Linked DNA regions of Danio rerio: region 2 is linked to region 1. Evidence: chromatin contacts called from public Micro-C data. All regions are on one chromosome and are shown on one strand. Each heading gives the region's core, a stretch centred on a gene start, on an enhancer-like site or on the middle of the called end of the contact. The rest is flanking DNA. Distances are from core to core; before and after follow the strand shown. Region 1 holds the start of id3 (inhibitor of DNA binding 3). Region 2 holds the start of ythdf2 (YTH N6-methyladenosine RNA binding protein F2).

Region 1 (3,989 bases), core at 1,077-3,576:
TTAGCATCTCAGCGGGGCATGCAAAGAAGTGCATTCATCCAGTTGCATGCAATAAAAGGTGTGAACAGACCAGTCACTAAAGCCTCTAATGGGTGTCATATTTATTTTCTTATAATGCTGGTGTTCTCCAGAATCTATATTGCCATCATTAACTCAGGTGTAACAAAGGCCCCCAATAAGTAAAATTGAATAAACTGACTTAATTTCTAACAAAATCTGGTCAAAATTAAGTTCAGTTGAAGTTTGTTTCAGGAGTTTAAATTTATTTTGGAAAACAAAACAAAAAATTGTTTTCAATGTAAACATTACTGAAAAGTTGGTTTTGGCTACTTTGTTCTGACATCAGACATGCATGTAAACATTTGAATTAACATATATTCACATTGCTATAGCTATTATGTATTGATTATTCTACTTAATTACAGTTTTTTCACCACTATCCTTGTAGTTTTGTTTACTTCATTTTTGAAAGGAAAAACAGTATGGCTGCTAATTTATAAATTCCTTCAATCACTAATTGGATGGGAAGAATAAACCTTGCTCTGTGTCTATCTTCATCCTGCCCTCACAACCTCGTTTTCACAAATGAAAAAAATAAATATGCCGTCTCCTTTAACTGAAGTCTACTCATATTTTAGCACCAGTTTGAACATGACAAAATATGTACCATGTTCCATTCAAGCAAACAGGAATGTGTTTTATTTAAAAAAATAGGCCTATTATACAATTTGAGTCAGAGAAAACAAAGCTGCTTTTGTATTAGTTTAACTAATCTAGCCAAACTGAAAAGCTTTACGCACGGAAAAACTCTTCACTGAATGTAAGTCCAGGTGTGCGCAAATAAATTGTGCGGGCAAGTCTGCATGTCTTGTGTGAGAGGTTGGGCGGGTTCCTACAGCTCGACTGACAGCTGTACTGACCAATAAGAGCGGGTCCGTAGCCGAGACTAGTCTTTTGCAGATGGGCGCGCGCTGGAGCGCGTGAATGGATGACGTCGGGAGCCCGGCGCCAGGCTGTCTGGGACTCGCGCGTTAGATCAACACAGCTGGAGCGGGACAGGACACACAGCTGGCCCGCCAGCGCATTCCTTTACAAAAACAGCACTGTGAGAAAAGAGGGGACACATCTTGATGTAAACTAAAAATGCGCTGGGTTAAAACTGGAAAGAGAGTCAGGCTATAGTTTGATTGTAACTTGCAAAGCTTCCTCTTCATATAAAAAAGAGTCATGGGAGACAGCTAGGCTATAGTTATGATCTATTTATAGATAACGAGTAACGCTTTTAGAATGCACAAAACCGCGCACACAGTCGTTTCTTTCTTTCAGAGGTTCATGTGTTGGTTATTAATATTTTGATCGTGAGAATACTATAGATGTTTGATTGAAAAAGATTTATATTTAACCCTCAGCTTGAGAATCTAGATTGGCATCAACTTTTCAGTCTTTACTACTTTCAACTTCTTTTTAGATTCGCTAACTTGTAAAAGTGCATTAAACTCGTCTCCGCATGTTGCGACTTGCACTTTAATTTCTCTTGTTTTACTGTGAGATAGCAATTAAGATTGAAATGTTTTTGTGTGTGGGTATTAAATTGTGTCCTGTATTGATATTTAATCTCATTGTATGTGTGTAGAAGTCTCCTAAGGGAATTAATTCCCGACGCCAGTTTGTCTGCAGGTCACGGGAGTAGCAGATTTATGGAGTTTATCCATAACGTCTGAGTTGAGACAGAATGATATTAAGCCATGATAGCTTTTGCCTCCCATTTTTCCTCAATAAATGTTAAAAGTGTCAACGTTTTTAAGTAGTCCTAGGAAATTGGCGTGATTGGCTAACAGTTTAAGTTTAATAAAATGTTATGCTTACTGCGTTTGAATATAATTCTCAAATTAATTTCAGTGTAGTCTAGTACCATGCATAGCCTATAACACAATCAGCTGATAACAAAATAAACTCAAAAATGATCCTATAAAACAACTATGTGAACTTTAACCTAAGTTTATATTTAATCTACTCCACGAGCTTGCCCAGCTCCTTTTTGGTTCACTGACCTCAAATCTTCACTCAAATCCACCAGTGAAAAAATACATATAACTCTGATATCCTGACAGCTCTTCCTCATTCCACCATTCTCTCTGACTGACAAGCCAAAGCTTCCAATGAAGACTTAACTATTTGCATAGGGCGGGGTCTGTGCACTTATTTCCATTCTACTATTGGCTGTGTGGCACATGAGGGTTTGTTTATTTCTGCAAGGGGCGGAGCTACACGGACCAGTGTTTAAAAAGGATCGCCTGCTCAGTAGAACTTCCATCGTTCAGTGAGCACGCGACGTGAAAGGAGTTCAACATTGGATATCTATAGAGCTTTACAGCTAGTTTATCCCAGTGTCCAGACGGAGGATTTTCTCAGACATCTCACCAGTTGGATTCTACTAGCAAGTCAGACGCCAGACCCAGAATGAAGGCGATCAGTCCCGTTCGCTCTGTCAGAAGCTGCTATGAAGCGGTGTGCTGTATCTCGGAGCAGAGCCTCGCGATCAGCCGCTGCAAGAGTCCTTCCGAGGAGCTGTCCGACATGAATATGAATGACTGTTACTCCAAACTCAAAGAGCTAGTGCCCAGCATCCCGCAGAACAAGTCCGTGAGCCAAGTGGAGATTCTCCAACATGTCATCGACTACATCTTCGACTTACAGATAGCGCTGGAAAACGAGGCAGACACACAAAACACGCCTGACATTTTCCTGTCAATGAAGGTGAGTGCTACATACCTGAATTATAATGCCTTCGCTATATTAACCAATTCATATTTAACTTTAATAAAATAAATCTTTGCATGTCTTTTTTTCCCGAAGAACTCAGAGATGAGCCGTAATTTCTCCAAAGAAGATGGAGCTATGTGCCATTAGGATGGATGAATGATATCAGTCAATGGTACGTTTCCTTTTCAATTCAGCTTTCGAAATTAAACCAATAATTTATAAAAATGAGTTCAGAATATATTTACTTCTTCAGAAGTTTAACCAAAAACACTCATTAAATAGAGAAGATTAAAAAAAAACAGATTATACAAGCTAGGACTTTTTAAAAGATCTTTGGAGGTCTTGGTGTTTTCCTAAGTTCTTCAGACCAACATTTCTTGAAATCAGAATTCATAAATGGCTTTCCAAACTACAAGGTTACTAAGTTCCTAAGAACTGAGACCCTGAAATGCATTAGACCGGAAAATCCAGTTTGGTTTTAAATGGAGCTGTCCTTTTAAAGAGTTGAATCTAATAAGTCTCTGGCTAAATCTCAAGTTTTTGGTAAATGTTATAAAGGATAAGATTACATATTATGTCAGAGAGTTATCTCAAAGTCTGTCCAGCGTCCTAATTTATTTTTTGGTCATCGTGCCAATCAGCAAACAAGCTTAGATTCCCCTATCAGCTCTAGCAAATGAAAGTTTTCCATTTGGCGCCAGACTGTCTGCTGTCCACACAGTGTGTGTTTGTGTGTGTGTGTGTGTGTGTGTGTGTGTGTGAGCTCTGAGTTAACTTTTCTCCCTCTCATCTATGCTGCAGGTGCGGGACAGAAACTTTTCTCCTCCACTTATGGAAGAAAAGAGAGTGAAGGGGTGAGCCGGGTGAAGGAGTGAGGCTCTATTCAGAGTGTGGGAAAGCAATCTGCGCCCCTCTCGAGCTGTCTATTCTTTGGTCACTGGACACTTGAACAAACCAAAGCCGAGGAGTTTTTAAGATCACAAAAAGAAAAGCCCTCTGATTTTTTTTTTCCTTAATCATTCCTGTTTTTGTGGCAACAATCAAGCATTGTGTATTTTGTACTGGCTACATTCCTGACTATTTGGACTAACTAATATCTCTTCACACACCCTTCCTTCCCAGCCATTCTTGGAGAGCAGCCCCCCTCCACCCCTTTTGTAATATTTTTTTTTTATTTTCTTGAAAACATTTTCACAGTCAGCATGGCTGCAGTTTGGTCTCAGCGA
Region 2 (3,989 bases), core at 1,011-3,510, 150 kb before region 1:
TTGGACTGTTGGGGAAACACACTCTCATTCACACATAAATTACGGACAATTTAGTTTACCTATTTCACCCACATGTCTGGACTTGTGGAAGACAGCGAAGCACTTAGAGGAAACCGACGCGAGCACAGGGAGAACATGCAAACTCCACACAGAAATGCAAATCGACCCAGCCGAGACTCAAACCAGTGACCTTATTCCTGTGAGGTGATCATACCCACTGCACCACCATGACGACCTACAATATTATATAATATTTCTATTTTTATATAAACAATATCTTAAAAACTCATGTTCTAAACTTTGGTCTGTAAGGAAAAAAACATTTATTTCTGCACCTTGAGTTCTGTAAGAAAGATTTTTTAGCTACTACTACTATTGCAAACTTTAAGCCTTGATTATCGGCCATGTTAGTTAGAAACACTGCCATTTCTTTGTAAATATAACTTCTTGCACTAAACCTGACATTCAAATAATATTTTTTACAAATGTGTTTGTTTGTTTGTTTGTTTGTTTGTTTGTTTGTTTGTTTGTTTGACTTTATTAATCCCCTAAGTTAAATTCATGTCACAGCAGAGCTTTCCACGCTAAAATAGCTAGATAAAATAAGCTATAAAAAAAAAAAATATATATATATATATATATATATATATATATATATATATATATATATATATATATATATATATATATATATATAAACAATTATAAAATTTCTTTCATACTGCACACCTTAGTTTCAAAAACAACGAGTAAACACTTGTTGTGCATATCTATCAACTAGGCCTATTACAAATCAGCAAACTACATCTAGTATGATTTTGGTTATACAGTCTGATCACTGTAGGTAAAAATGAACTCCTGTATTTTTCTCTGTAGGAAATATAGGTTGCTCTTGAAAATAAACCATAAAGCGCAAATGTACTGTAGTTGCGTAAGCTGTTACGTCCACGACTGTCTCTCTGATATAACATAAATGTGCTGCGTAATCAGGGCGACATCTAGCGGCTCACAGGTGACAGTGCATATTTTAATCGTGACTTTTTTTTAGTTCATAAAGCGCACAAACACAAAGTAAACTCATTATAATAACATAACAATCGGGTTTTATTAACGTCTTTAGTGCAACAACCAAAATTGCAGAGTGAGAGCTGATAAAAAAGACAAAAGTGTGGATATTTTACTGCACTGTGTAGTAAATTGAGAATTAATTTTGATATAAAAAAGTGAATTAGACGATTTATTTGAAAAACACTGTGTCATTTACTTTTATTTTATTTAACCCTATTCGTGTATTTAATTAAATTATCCTTATTTTGTATTTGTAATATATCAGTAGGGGCAGTAGGTTGTGCTGTCGCCTCACAGCAAGAAGGTCGCTGGTTCAAGCCTCGGCTGTGTCAATTGGCGTTTCTGTGTGGAGTTTGCATGTTCTCCCCGCGTTCGTGTGGGGTTCTTCCGGGTGCTCCGGTATCCCCCACAGTCCAAAGACGTGGTAAGCTAAATTGTCCGTAGTGTATGTGTGTGAATGAGAGTGTATGGGTGTTTCCCAGTGTTGGGTTGCAGCTGGAAGGGCATCCAATGCGTTAAACATATGCTGGAAAAGTTGGCGGTACATTCTGCTGTGGCGACCCCTGATTAATAAAGGGACTAAGCTGAAAAAAAATTCATGAATGAATTTATCAATATCAAAATCTGAATTTGATATAAAACCAAATGGATTTATCAATCTGCTAATTTGAATAATGATAAAATGATTACAAATGCGAAAATAATGATAGCCGTATAATCATGACATAATACAATGTAAATTAAATAATTGCACATGAAATAAATTTCGAATTTAGAACGCATAAATAAAAACAGATTATTCAAAAAAGCTAATAAATACAACATATAGGTATTCAAACAAACAATAAAGAAATTAAATTGTGATTAAATCACTGAATACAGTGATGATTACTTGAAAATGTAACTTAAAATAAATTAAATATTCGTATACTAAATACATATACTTTGAACATTTTGATAATTTTATGAGTCGGATTTTTTCTCAGTTTAAATCCCTTGCCTTAGCTACATTTACCCCTTTAGGATCGCCACGGATTATCATTTTGGTGGGACTTGAATTTGGACCCACTGTCGTTCATTCATTACCTTCACCTCCTCCCAGCCGCAGTGTGGCGCTATACCGCCGGGGATAAACGTGTGGCGGCATCTCGGCCATGTTGAAGTGTGGAGGAACTGCAGCCCGCCATTGTGTGTCTGATCTGCAGCTGTAGCGAGAGAGAGGGAGAGAGAGAGACTCGGGCGCAAAGACTCTAAAAACACACACATTTCCCGTTGACTTTAACCCGCAAACAAACGCGCAGTCTAACACACAGGCACCGGGGAGTGAGAAATGTCAGCCAGCAGCCTTCTGGAGCAGGTAAACAGAGGCACTTTGTGAACATTGAGCAGAAGTGGCGTCGAGGCGGGTTTTTTTTCTCTCTCGCAGCGCGAGTTCAGGCCTGAGCTTCATATAAACCTTCATTTATTCTCCCTCTTTCCTCTCCAAACTCACTCCTTCATGAATCACCTGGACCCAATCCAGAGACCGAAAGGCCAAGCAAACAAAGGTAGGTGAAGTGTGTGTCGTTTTAGCGCTGTAGATAACGAGAGTCTCGTGCTGGTTCTCCTGCTAGCAGGCCGTGTGTTCAAACCAATTCCGCTATCAAATCAAACCGTGTAACCTGCTCAGAACAGACACCCGTGGGTTTAAAGGATAAGTATGTCTTATAGTAGATGATCTGGTTGACTTTAGTGTTATTGATCCGATAAAGAGCTGGTGTTTTGGAGCCCACGCTAGTTAGCCGCTTAGCACAGCGCTAAGGCCGAGTGCAGCAGAACGCGTGACACTCCGAAGCACCTGAACACCCACATACACTACAGCTTTCGCTCTTTTTAGACGCTTGTTTAAAGTGTAGCGGTGGAAGGGTCCCGCATACCCATAGACCACCCCCGCTACCGGTGGGCAACAGGCGGGGGGTTAACATGCCGCCGGGGGACCTGTTGAGGGGATTTTCAGCACCCCAGTCTGTGTCAAGCTTTCACAATCCAGTTGCGTGTTGAATCAGTCTATTTAACACGTGCATTTAATGTGACAGCTTTTAGTTCTTTATTTTTAGTCTATTTCTAATCCTTTTGCATACGGTGCATTCTTGACACAAATTCATTTAAAAAGCCATTTGGTGTTTAATCGATTATTACGTACTTTAAGGAAAATGATACAGAATAAAATAGTTTAATCATAGTTGTAGTGACTACATGACTGCACAGACAACCGATCCTCAGATGCAACAATGGCTGTTATAAAGAATCATCTCCGTTTAAAGTCTTTCACAATGTTAAAACTACAATTAGATTTTAATTGCTAAAATTATTTAATTATATTGTAAAGTAGATTTTAAAGAAAAAAAATAAGCAAACTGTTTCAAAATTAATTTTAATATATTTAAACATGCATGACGGGAAACATGCAGTTAAAATTAAGTACAGCTGTTAATACAGTGCCACTTTAGACAACTTTTTTTAATAGAGACATCCTTGGTCAACAAAATGTGCTTCTTTGAAAACAGTGTTGTACTTGCATCATTTACCCTTGTTTCAAATCTTTGAATGTCTACTGTTCAACACAAAAGTACATATTTTGAAGAAATTCTTCTCTTTATAAGAAATACTTTATTATTTATTACTAATAATATAATTGATATTTTAGATGCACTTACGTATGTTTGCTTTTCACCTTGTAAATATTGTATACTGTAGGCTAAAGAACGTAGTGTACTATGCCAAAGCTCAATTTCTGTGGGTGCTTCCCAAATTCGCAGCTTAAAAGGTATGACGTGGTAAGCTTCTGGGAAGTTTGTGTTTATGAGTTGGGAAGTTGGAGTAAGGTCAGTTGTGGTCAACTTTGGTTAGATGGAGTGGGTGCTTGGCTCACTGGAGTGGAA

What was found. A called contact is a pair of places that touch in the nucleus more often than the background predicts.
Region 2: a contact with region 1 is called in a Micro-C map of caudal fin, with 6 times the contacts expected there. The contact joins the promoter of ythdf2 here to the promoter of id3 in region 1. A contact is called at or near these places in 3 of 18 Hi-C or Micro-C datasets (caudal fin, hematopoietic stem cells and an unstated tissue) and 2 of 4 datasets of contacts at active chromatin or transcription factors (embryo and gastrula embryo).

What each region holds. Positions count from the first base shown.
Region 1 is chr17:28,758,333-28,762,321 of GRCz12tu, reverse strand. It overlaps id3 (inhibitor of DNA binding 3), which reads left to right and starts at 2,326. Exons shown (of 3, transcript NM_152967.1): 1 at 2,326-2,757; 2 at 2,857-2,935; 3 at 3,565-3,989. The coding sequence starts at 2,461. The coding sequence ends at 2,910.
Region 2 is chr17:28,910,542-28,914,530 of GRCz12tu, reverse strand. ythdf2 (YTH N6-methyladenosine RNA binding protein F2) reads left to right here and starts at 2,260. Exons shown (of 4, transcript NM_200250.1): 1 at 2,260-2,425; 2 at 2,591-2,615. The coding sequence starts at 2,399.